Linked DNA regions of Zea mays: region 2 is linked to region 1. The links are chromatin contacts, called in public HiChIP or PLAC-seq maps. All regions are on one chromosome and are shown on one strand. The core of a region is the stretch at or near the end of the contact, and the rest is flanking DNA. Distances in the headings are between cores, read along the strand shown. Region 1 holds the start of LOC100283929. Region 2 holds the start of LOC103650575 (histone H3.2).

Region 1 (5,583 bases), core at 23-2,522:
CTGTTAATACTGTTTGTGTTGAGAACCTCTCAACTTATGTTGAATACTTATGTCGGAATTTGTGTTAATACTATTTGTGTTGGCTATATATGTCTGTGATGATCTGTGATGTATATATGTGATATCTGTGAAATATCTTTTGTTTCTTTGGATGGAATAGGGAAAACAAATAAAAAATGTGTGTACTGGTCACTTTGCCGAGTGTAACACTCGGCAAAGAGGTGCTTTGCCGAGTGTGTGGATCATAGCACTCGACAAAGAACCAAGACCTGGGCACCGGTATAGGTTCTTTGCCGAGTGTAATGGCTTTGGCACTCGGCAAAGAAGCACACATTGCCGAGTGCCATACCAAGCACTCGGCGAAGTACCTGACATGGGGGACCACTCTGGCGGATTTTTTGTCGAGTGCTGTCAGGCAGACACTCGGCACAGGTAACTCTTTTGCCGAGTGTCACCTGAGACACTCGACAAAGACGTTGTCTCCGTCACCCGGCGCCGTAACGACTGCCCTGGCACTCGGCAAACATCTTTGCCGAGTGCCCGAGAAAACGTACTCGGCAAAGAAGGCTTTGCCGATGCACTGTGTGCCGAGCCCTCTTTGTCGAGTGTGACACTCGGCAAAGTCGTTGTCGAGTGTTTTTAAGGCTTTGCCAAGTGCTTCAGGCACTCGGCATAGTCGTCGATTCCGGTAGTGTTACACTGGCGGTTCACATAACCGAACCGTCAGTGGAAAGGATATATTTACACTGGCGACTGTATTAAGTAAACCGTCAGTGGAAATATCATATACACTGGCGGTTCACTTAACTGAACTGTCAATGGAAAGGATGTAGGCCCACAGTCGACAGTTAAAACAGTTGCGCACCCTTACCTCTGACGGTCGGATGCGGCCGTCGGAGATACGTTATGTCCGACGGCGGCCGTCGGACATAACACTATTTCCGATGCGTTACGTCCGGCGGCTAGAAACCGTCGGATATAAGCAGATACCGTCGGACATAGCTTAAGTCCGAGGGCTTAAGGCTTATGTCGGACGGCTTTGGCCGTCGGAAGTTACTTCGTTTACTGTAGTGTAGAGGCGGTAATGGACTCTATATTTTACACTACAAAAATTGAAGCATCGAATTGGATTAGGAGGATGGTAACAACCAAGAAATCACAAAAAAAATGGTAATATAATTAATGACGCAAATCAATGAGTGAGCAGGCTGCGCGCGGGACATATCTAGTGATCTAGCTATATATATACAAATGGAGCAAGCGACCGAAGCAAGAGATCGAGGCTCCTATCTGGTATAGGACGGAGCTGAGCTTCTAGCAACGTACAGTGTATCCGCCATGAGTCCTTTCGGGGCGGTGATCACGCCAGAAACCCTCAAGTACATGTCCAAGTACCAGGGACGTGAGATCACGCAGGTGGACTGCGCACGGGAGGCGATGAGGCTGATCCACGCGGAAGACAAGAACCTCAAGGCCGAGGACTCAGCGTGGGAGCTGAAGAAGAAGTTCGGCAACGGCGTGAGCACCATGGTCCTCGTCTACAACGCCACCGGGGCCAGCCTGAGCCTGGTGGACGACGGGAAAGACTGGATGGGCTCCGTCTACAGCTCGCCGATCCCGGACACCTTCCACAACGGGCAGTGGATCGCCTTCCTCCACGTCAAGCCCGGCTCGCTGGCGCAGGGCAGCCAGGCCGCCAGGGTGTTCCGCGGCAGGGACGTCGATGGCCGGACTCGGGACTTCGTCGTCGCCTGGTACATCCCGTGGGACAACATACCGACACGAGTACGTACGTCTCACCTGTGTTTTGATATTGTAATACTAGTAGTATACACTTGATTGTCTCGCCATCGTCGTCTCACACACATTTGGCATGCTTGCAGGCTTACACTGAAATTGGCAGTGAAAACTACTTCAAGACTCGGTGGAGTAGTGTCAAAACGAGTCTAGGACATTCAAGGAGAGTGACCCGTGCCAAGGACGAGAACTGTGCGTCAACTGTCAGCATCGGTGGCTACACTACAGCCTTCTGCATCGCAGTCCTACAACACCAGTTCCAGCCGCTGCCGGAAGAGCGCGAATAATCAATCAATCGATCGATCGAGTTTGCGATCGTGTTACCTCCTAAATAAAAGTTGTACACGCGAAGTACTACTCCAGTATTTACATGTATGTTTCTAGCAGGTGTACGTACGCTACTCCTGAATAAATTGTGGTGCACGCAATAAATAAATAATTAATGCTCCTGGATAAATTTCTGCCTACCAACGAACATGTCACACACGATCGACTACAATCAAACGGAAGCCCCAGTCCAGACCTAAACGCTAATCATCACACAGGATGACAGGAACGTATGGTCCATCATCACCTGGACGAGCCAACGAGATACCAACCGCGCGCATCAGAAAATTAAGCACGCCAGTAAACGGCTCCAGCCGATCAGGTCTGCCTGCTATTAACGGGAGTACGTGATCCGCCGCCCGCCGCGCGCCGGCAGGCGCAGGGCGCACGCGCACCAACAAAAATATTCAATTTAATGTTTTGCTTTAATAATGAAGATTTTTACTTCAGTCATTCAATGTTTACTTCGACCATACAAGGTTTACTTTAATGTACAACATGAACAAATACTCAGCCATTCAAAAGTTTACTTAACCCATTCAAATTTACTTCATCAGTCATTAAAGATTTACTTCAATGTGCATCAGAAATAAATATTTAGTCATTCAAGATTTATTTTAGCCTTTCAAGGTTTACTATACAGCCGTTAAAGGTGACGAGTCGATGATGGGAAGCGGCTGCTGCGGCAGACGAGAAAAGGTGCACAGTGAGATGGTGATGGTGCGGTGGTGCAATGAACGGATCAGAGCAAATTTTGGCTAATTGCATACGGAGTCCGATGGGACACGTGAACGGCACGGGTTTTCGGGGTGGCTGACGCGGATTAGTTAACTCCCATCGACCGCTAGGTTGGCCGACGGGAGTTAATTGATTATAAGGTTTAGGGGCGGAGCTACGTGTAATCGTTGGGGTCAGCTGACTCCTACAATTTTTGGTAAATCCTATACAAATGTATTGTTACCTTAGTGTATTTAGATAATAATTAGTGAAGCTGACCCCAATAACTTTGTTGTCTGGCTTCGCCCCTGATAAGGTTACTCCCAGTCGCGATAGCGCCCTTTCTCTCACTCGCGGCCTTCACTCTTTCTCTCACTCGCCGTTGTCGCCGCCTCGCCTTACTGCTCCAGCACACTGTCATCGCGCTCTCCAATCAACCGGTGTCGCACTCTACTTCTTTGGCCCCACCATTGCCTTGCATCCTCCACCCGGCCCACCGACGCCCGTGCCAACTCTGTCAGCGGGACACGCCGCCACATGCTCGTCTCACAAGGATGTCGTCACCATTCTCCTCCGCCCTAGGTCACCGATGCCACGTGGCCTCCACTCTGAGGAGACACCGTTGCCATGCCGCCCCACCTCGAGGCGCCACCGCAGCGCCACCACTGCTCTGGACCGCTGTCGCGCCATCCACGCTCTGTCGTTGGGTGTGTTGCCTTTCGTGATGCCCCTGCCGCGCTCCCGTCTTTCACAACGATGTCGCCCTCGCCATCCAACTCACTACATCATTCAGGTGCTCGCTTTGTCCCCTATATATGCAAATGAATATAACTAATACGATGTGATTAGGGTAGTTAAATAGAGAATGTTGTTTATTTTCAACGATTTTTTTGGTCGATAGGAATTACATAATGTGATTATAAATATTTTAATATTGTTAATTCATGATGTTTGTTGGTAGCTATATAACTTAGTGGAAGAATATGTGATTTTCTTAGTGGAGTATATTGTTGTAGACTATTATTGGCGTGCATAGTTTGAACTACTAATGTTATAGAGTTCATTACCTTTCCGACACGTCAGGCTATTTCTTCATCCTCGAAGGATGATGTAGAGGGTGGATCATCTTTTTCATCACCATTTTCTTCTTTGGATTTTTCCTCTTCACTTGAGGAACTTGGGCTTTCCACCTTCTTCTTGCCTTTCATCTTTTTATGCTCATCACATGCAAAATCATTTAACCTTGATGAAGTAGGCTCTTCTTGACCCATCTTTCGTTACATTTCAAATGCCACAATCTTGTCGATCAATAACGTCGAGGTCATTTGGCTCAAGTCCTCCATATTGTGAAGGATGATGATGATGCTCCCATATTTTTGTTGTGGTAGTAGGGAGATGATATTCCTCACAATGTCTGATTCACCTAACTTGTTAATTCCAATAGAGTTGAAATCATTAACAATAAGATCAAATGGGAATACATATCTCTAAAAAGCTCATTTTATTTCAATATAGAATTATGCTCATTCAAAACTAGGCGATGTTTTGTCTCACGGACATTTGAAGTGTTGTCATGGAGCTCATGCAATTTAAGCCATATCAAAAAACTCGTCCGAGGAGGGAAAACCCGCCGTCCCGGTATTATATTAAGAAGAGACCAAAACATAAATCCGCGAAGCTTGGCCCCCCATCACTAGCAGACCATCACCGCCCACTCTGCAATGGCCCAACCGGAGGGTGGCGCATAGGACGTAACCCGGGAGCGGGCGGGGGCACAACGAGGGGATTGTTTTAACCAAGCTCGAATTTTCCCCAAGGGGGATCAACCTTGGGACCAAGAGGTGCTACTCGGAAGAATTAACCATTACGCTAGAGGCCCTTTCGCTCAATTTAAGCCATATCTCATTAGTAGTTTTCAAAGTAAATACTTAATTGAAAATTTCTATGCTAAGAGATTCATACAAGAAGTTTTTAGCTCTAGTATTCAAATGAATTTCTTTTTCTTCACTCACAGTGAGCTTCTCGGGATTACGAGGTGGTTTCATCCCATCGCGAGTGACTCTCTCCAAACACCTAGATCAACAACTTCTATGTAGCAAGCTATTCTAGCAATATAATAGGAGAAATTAATGTTGTCAAAGTGAAGTGGCCTATGGGTATCTATCCTGTCCTCTTAGTCTAGCAATGGCTCGATAGCAGTTAAGCCAAAGAGGTCCCTAAAGAGCCAAACCGGGCTCGATACCAATTGAAAGAAATGTGGATGCCTAACAACCTATGAGTGGGTCTGAATTAGGACTTCTATTTCTCGCGCTCTAAACTAGGATGATAATTAATCTCTTAAACAAAACCTATGCGGGTAACCAAACTAAGGTTTTGTCTAAGTGTTGCTATCTTTACCACAAAAAGAAGTTTTGCAACATAAGTTCAATCCTACCAACTAGCCTATATGTTAAGCTAAGAATGGTAATCAATAACATAAGTAAACAATAAATGTGAATGCTTAAAAAGAGCTAGAGATGCAAACTCTTGTTGACATGCCGGTATTTTTCTGAGATATCTAGAACTACGCAAGGTTCTAACTAATCTTCGTTGGTGCTCCTACTCCAAGGGAAACCCACGTGAGGGCCAAGAACCTCGGATAGGTGACTCCATAGATAGCCATGGGCCTTCTCCACTCGCTAATGGTGCTCCGCTTCCAGCCTCTCTCGAATGCTCCTCGCCATCTTCACTATCAAGCTTCCG
Region 2 (5,144 bases), core at 2,170-4,669, 340 kb before region 1:
ATTTCCCTTTCTTTACTCCGAAGACACATTTTTCTGGGTTCAACTTTAAACCAGCCTGTCTAAAATTAGCGAAGGTCTCCTGCAGATCAGTAATGTGATTATCTTGCTTCGTGCTTTTTACAATGATATCATCAACATAAGTTAGCACATTTCTGCCTATCTGAGAATGAAGAACCTTCGCTGTCATTCTGTTGAAGCTTCCTTCAGCATTCTTGAGCCCCTTAGGCATCCGAAGGTAACAATATGTTCCACTAGGGGTTATGAAGCTGGTTTTTGGCTCATCCTCCTTCTTCATCCAAATTTGATGATAGCCTGAATAACAATCCAGCAGACTCATAAGCTCTGATGAAGCTGCTGCATCGACTAGAGAATCTATCCTTGGCAATGGAAACTCATCCTTCGGACATGCCTTGTTGAGATCAGTAAACTCAATACACATTCTCCATTTACCATTGGCCTTTTTTACCATAACAGTGTTAGCCAGCCATTCTGGGTATTTTACCTCTCTGATAACTCCGGCACTAAGGAGCCTTTTTACTTCATTCCGAGCACCTTTGGCCTTGTCATCGGACATCTTCCGAAGCCTCTGCTTCTGGGTCTAAAGGATGGGTCAACATTGAGCGAATGTTCAATAACATCCCTGTTGACTCCACAAAGATCATTGGCTGACCATGCAAAAACATTTTTGTTGTTGAACAGAAACCTTATCAAGGTTTTCTCCTGTTCTTCAGACAGTTGGGATCCCAATAGCACCTTCTGCTCTGCTATGTCCTCACATAAAAGCATGGGTTTCGGCTGATCGGCCGAAGCAGCTTTCTCCCTTGTAAACTTGTACTGCTCACAAGCTTCAGCTCCATCTATGTTATGGATTGCCTTTGAGTCTGTCCAGTTTCCTTCGGCCCTTATGGCAGCTTCCTGACTTCCATGAATGGCAATAGGTCCTTGGTCCGAAGGTATCTTAATGCAAAGATATGCTGGATGAAGAATTGCTTCGAAGGCATTGAGAGTACCACGACCAATGATTGCATTGTAAGGGTATTCCATGTCAACAATGTCGAACACAACTTGTTCAGTCCTTGTGTTGTTAATAAATCCGAAGGTTACTGGCATTGTGATTTTTCCAAGTGCTATAATCTGCCTTCCTCCGAAGCCACAAAGGGGATGTGTGGCATCATGGATCTTGTCTTCAGGCTCTTGCATCTGTCTGAAGGCCTTAGCAAATATGATATCAGCTGCACTGCCTGTATCAACCAAAACATTATGGACCAGAAATCCTTTGATCACACAAGAGATAACCATAGCATCGTTGTGTGGGTAATCCTTGAGCTGAAGATCCTCTTGAGAGAAGGTAATTGGAATGTGAGACCATCTTGACTTGATGAAGGGTCCTTGTACCCCTACATGTTGTACTCTTCTCTGTGCCTCCTTCTTCTGTTTCTTGTTAGCTGGCTCTGAGTATGAACCGCCTGTTATCGGGAGAATCAGCTTCGGAGCCGAAGCAGTTCCAGCTTGGTTCTTGAACGAAGCCATTGTCTCAAGAAAGTGGAAGTGAGTTCACCGGAGGTGGGCGCCAATGTTGGGGACTTGTTCTCAAATGCTAAGAATTAAGAACAAGACAACATAAAATGTTAAATATTAATGCCCTTCGTCGGCTGAAGCATTATCTCCCCAAGGATTTAATGAACTTCGGACGAAGGCCACGAGCAGAATATTACGAAGGTTTCACCTTCGTAATTAAACTTACAAAGTAATATAAAATGTGAAACATTAAAGATAAATATATCAGAAATAAATGACATCATTCGTATATCTTATTATATGAATCTAAAATGTTAAAACATAATGTTTAGGTACATTTATACCTTTGCCTTGACAAATAATAATTCCCGAGTGATGCGTTTGCAATTACAGGAATCCGTGAACAGTAAAGGAATACTGTTCACTATTTATAGGCACAGGACACAGCCTGTGAGGAATTACAATCATGCCCCTCATAAAAATTTACAACAATGGCTCAGACCCTTATGGACTAAAAGGTCATTCTATCTTTAAGTCGGTTCGACCCTTCATCTTCAGATATGCTGTAATACCGAAGCTTCATGAATGGTACATTCGGCATCACGTACGAGCAGCTTCAGCCGAAACTGTTTCTTTCCACAGGACCTTCGGCGACGAAGCATGGTCCCAACAGCTACATATAAAATAGAACAGATGAATATATGAAACATATATAATCTGCAGAACGTAAAACAGTAAGGAAAATAAACTGGTCATACCCTCCCATGCGCTCTGGTGATCCAGATCTCAATCCCCCGTGCAAGGTCTCGAACGGCAAGGGCTTCGGAGGCACCTGCCCTCTCTTTGCTCTGTGCGCGTAGAGTCACGAGATGAGAAATATATGATCCAGGTACGTTCCAACTTCTTTCATCCAAACAGGTCTAGCCGCTCTAGTTTTTAAAAAATTGAAACTAAAGACCAATTTCATAAAATTTTTGAAACTCCTCATAGGGTGCTTAAAAAACACAACTTTCATACCTTTCATGAAGTTGCATGAAAATTATCAATCATGTCAGTGGTTACATAACATATGACTTTAGTTTTCTCTCGCAAAACAAAAGTTCGTCCCCGTTTCAATTTTATTCTTTCCTGCGGCGGCGTTGGAATAGACATGTAACAAGAAAGCACCGTCTCGTATGGGGAGGGCTAGTTTGGGAGACGAGAAATGGAGAGAATTGAAAGGACCAAAATATTTTGCTATTTTTTTTGAATGTCACCGGGGGATAGGATCCCCACCTGAATTGCATTACTTTTTGTGGCCAAAACGCCTTTGTTAGTACATAGGGGGGGTTAGGTTACATCGATGTGGTTACGCTATGTTACATACAAAGCACGACACCAGGCAGCCACGATCTGGTAGTCCTCATGTCGTAGCCTGGATCTCCATAATTCAGCTTCAGAGCGGCACAACAGCATGGTTGTTGCAAGTGGTGATCTTTCCCCGCGGAACACCACAACATTTCTCCGTTTCCTAAGCTGCCAAAATATTTTGCTATTAAGATAATAAAAAAGATGTTAGAGCATCTCCAAGAGATTCTTTATTTTTTACTCTCTATTTGACTCTTTATTTGTCTCTCCATAAAGATTAAACTGTATATATAACATCACATTCCAACAGACTCTTCAACATACAAATTAACTTGGCTAGCGAGAGTTGCTGGCCAAATTTGGCTAGTGAAGGAATCAATTTAGAGAGCCGGATAGCTTGGCATGTTAAATGGCTAGTCTGTTGGAGAACTATTTTACTGTTAAGTAGCAAAAATTTACCTTGACAAGCTATTTAGCTAGTCTCTTGGAGATGCTCTTAGCCCTCTAATTTTCTCTCTACCCCCTTCTTCCAAACTAGCCATAAAAAGTTGATTTCCGCACCGCAAGTGCAATGCCGTTCCATCTTCCATGGAGGGAAAGGAATGTCCCGTAGCGCCAAACAAACTATGATGCGGCAGTACTGTATGTGTGACTATTGGCCTCAGGTGGCTGCCAGATGGCGCTCCGCCAATGGCCGCGCTCACCACCCACGGATCGGTATCCGCGTGACCCCTCTAAAACCAATCTCCACCCTTCGTTCAAACGCAATCGAACGGCGCGCATCCCACCCTCCCTTCTCCTCCCTCCTCCCGCGCACGGCCAAATTCCCAACCCTCCGCGCGCGCAGCACCAAATCCACCCGCCGCCTCCTACTTTAACCCCTTCCCGCCTGCCCGCAACTCCTCACCGGCCACCGCGAAGCCAGAGCCCCACGCCCCGTCCGAACTCCGAACCCCAGAACAGAGCAAAGCCTCCTCGGCCTCCCTGTCCCCAGCCTTCCCCGATGGCCCGCACGAAGCAGACGGCGCGCAAGTCGACGGGCGGCAAGGCGCCGCGGAAGCAGCTGGCGACGAAGGCGGCGCGCAAGTCGGCGCCGGCGACGGGCGGCGTGAAGAAGCCGCACCGCTTCCGCCCGGGCACCGTCGCGCTGCGCGAGATCCGCAAGTACCAGAAGAGCACGGAGTTGCTGATCCGCAAGCTCCCGTTCCAGCGTCTGGTCCGCGAGATCGCGCAGGACTTCAAGACGGACCTCCGGTTCCAGTCCTCCGCCGTCGCCGCGCTGCAGGAGGCCGCCGAGGCCTACCTGGTGGGCCTCTTCGAGGACACCAACCTCTGTGCCATCCACGCCAAGCGCGTCACCATCATGCCCAAGGACATCCAGCTCGCGCGCCGCATCCGCGGCGAGCGCGCCTAGGCGGTTCGGTTGCGGCGCCTGCTCGCTACTGATGGAGGTGCTTAGTTTAGCACGTCATGGTTGTGTTATAGGTGTGCGTTGTTGTTTTCAAGAGGTAGCTTCTTGCTATGTGCTGATGTTAACGGAGGATTATGATTAGCAGTTCTGAAAAAAATGTAATGGATGTGATCTGCTCTATCTACATGTTTTCTGTCTTTGTCCTGGAATCCCATGGTGTTTAGCATTGATTTCACATGTCTTGTTTTTCTCTGAATCCTGCTTGTAATGACATCGACATCTGTTACACGATCTGCTTCAATTTGTTTTTGCTTGGTTTCTCAGCAAGTCATATTTTTAACTTTTTAGGTACATACTGTTCACTTAATTACTACTACCAGTAACAATTATAAGACTTGCTCCTTGAAGACAGGCATTTGCTCGCCGGACGCTGCAGGCAAAGGTTTAGCACGCGGAGTACCTTATCAGACAGTAATGGCGACAAGCTGGGCCCGGAGGAGTTGCTGTCGCCAGAAGCAGAAAGAGGCGAGGAGAGGGACGTCGGTGTAGGCGATAAGGGCGGGTGGCGCGGCGAAGCCTGGCATCGCAGAGGCGGGTGTGGGCCCCGGGGCGGGGGAAGCGAAGGTGGTCCGCTGTCGGCGTTGACGTTTTTCTCCCGACTCTCCCTCCTACGCCGCCCTCGGATCAGTGCCATGCCTCATCTACCTCCACCGCCCTGCCCATTGATGACACAGAGATCGACGGCTCTCGAACTCACTGAAATAGAGAACGGAGAGCGCACTGAGAGAGACGAGTTTTGGTGCTGCTTGCTTGTAACAGCGTTTTCTGGACTCTATTAATACCAGGAAAACAAAAAACAGAGATACAT

Evidence for each region. HiChIP or PLAC-seq counts read pairs in DNA pulled down with a chosen protein or histone mark.
Region 2: a contact with region 1 is called in an H3K4me3 HiChIP or PLAC-seq map of leaf, with 5 times the contacts expected there. The contact joins the promoter of LOC103650575 here to the promoter of LOC100283929 in region 1. A contact is called at or near these places in 1 of 25 Hi-C or Micro-C datasets (ear) and 1 of 3 datasets of contacts at active chromatin or transcription factors (leaf).

The regions. Positions count from the first base shown.
Region 1 is chr3:133,492,200-133,497,782 of Zm-B73-REFERENCE-NAM-5.0, reverse strand. LOC100283929 reads left to right here and starts at 1,272. Exons shown (of 2, transcript NM_001156827.2): 1 at 1,272-1,785; 2 at 1,884-2,264. The coding sequence starts at 1,339. The coding sequence ends at 2,084.
Region 2 is chr3:133,836,689-133,841,832 of Zm-B73-REFERENCE-NAM-5.0, reverse strand. LOC103650575 (histone H3.2) reads left to right here and starts at 3,419. Exons shown (of 1, transcript XM_020550309.2): 1 at 3,419-4,585. The coding sequence starts at 3,542. The coding sequence ends at 4,279.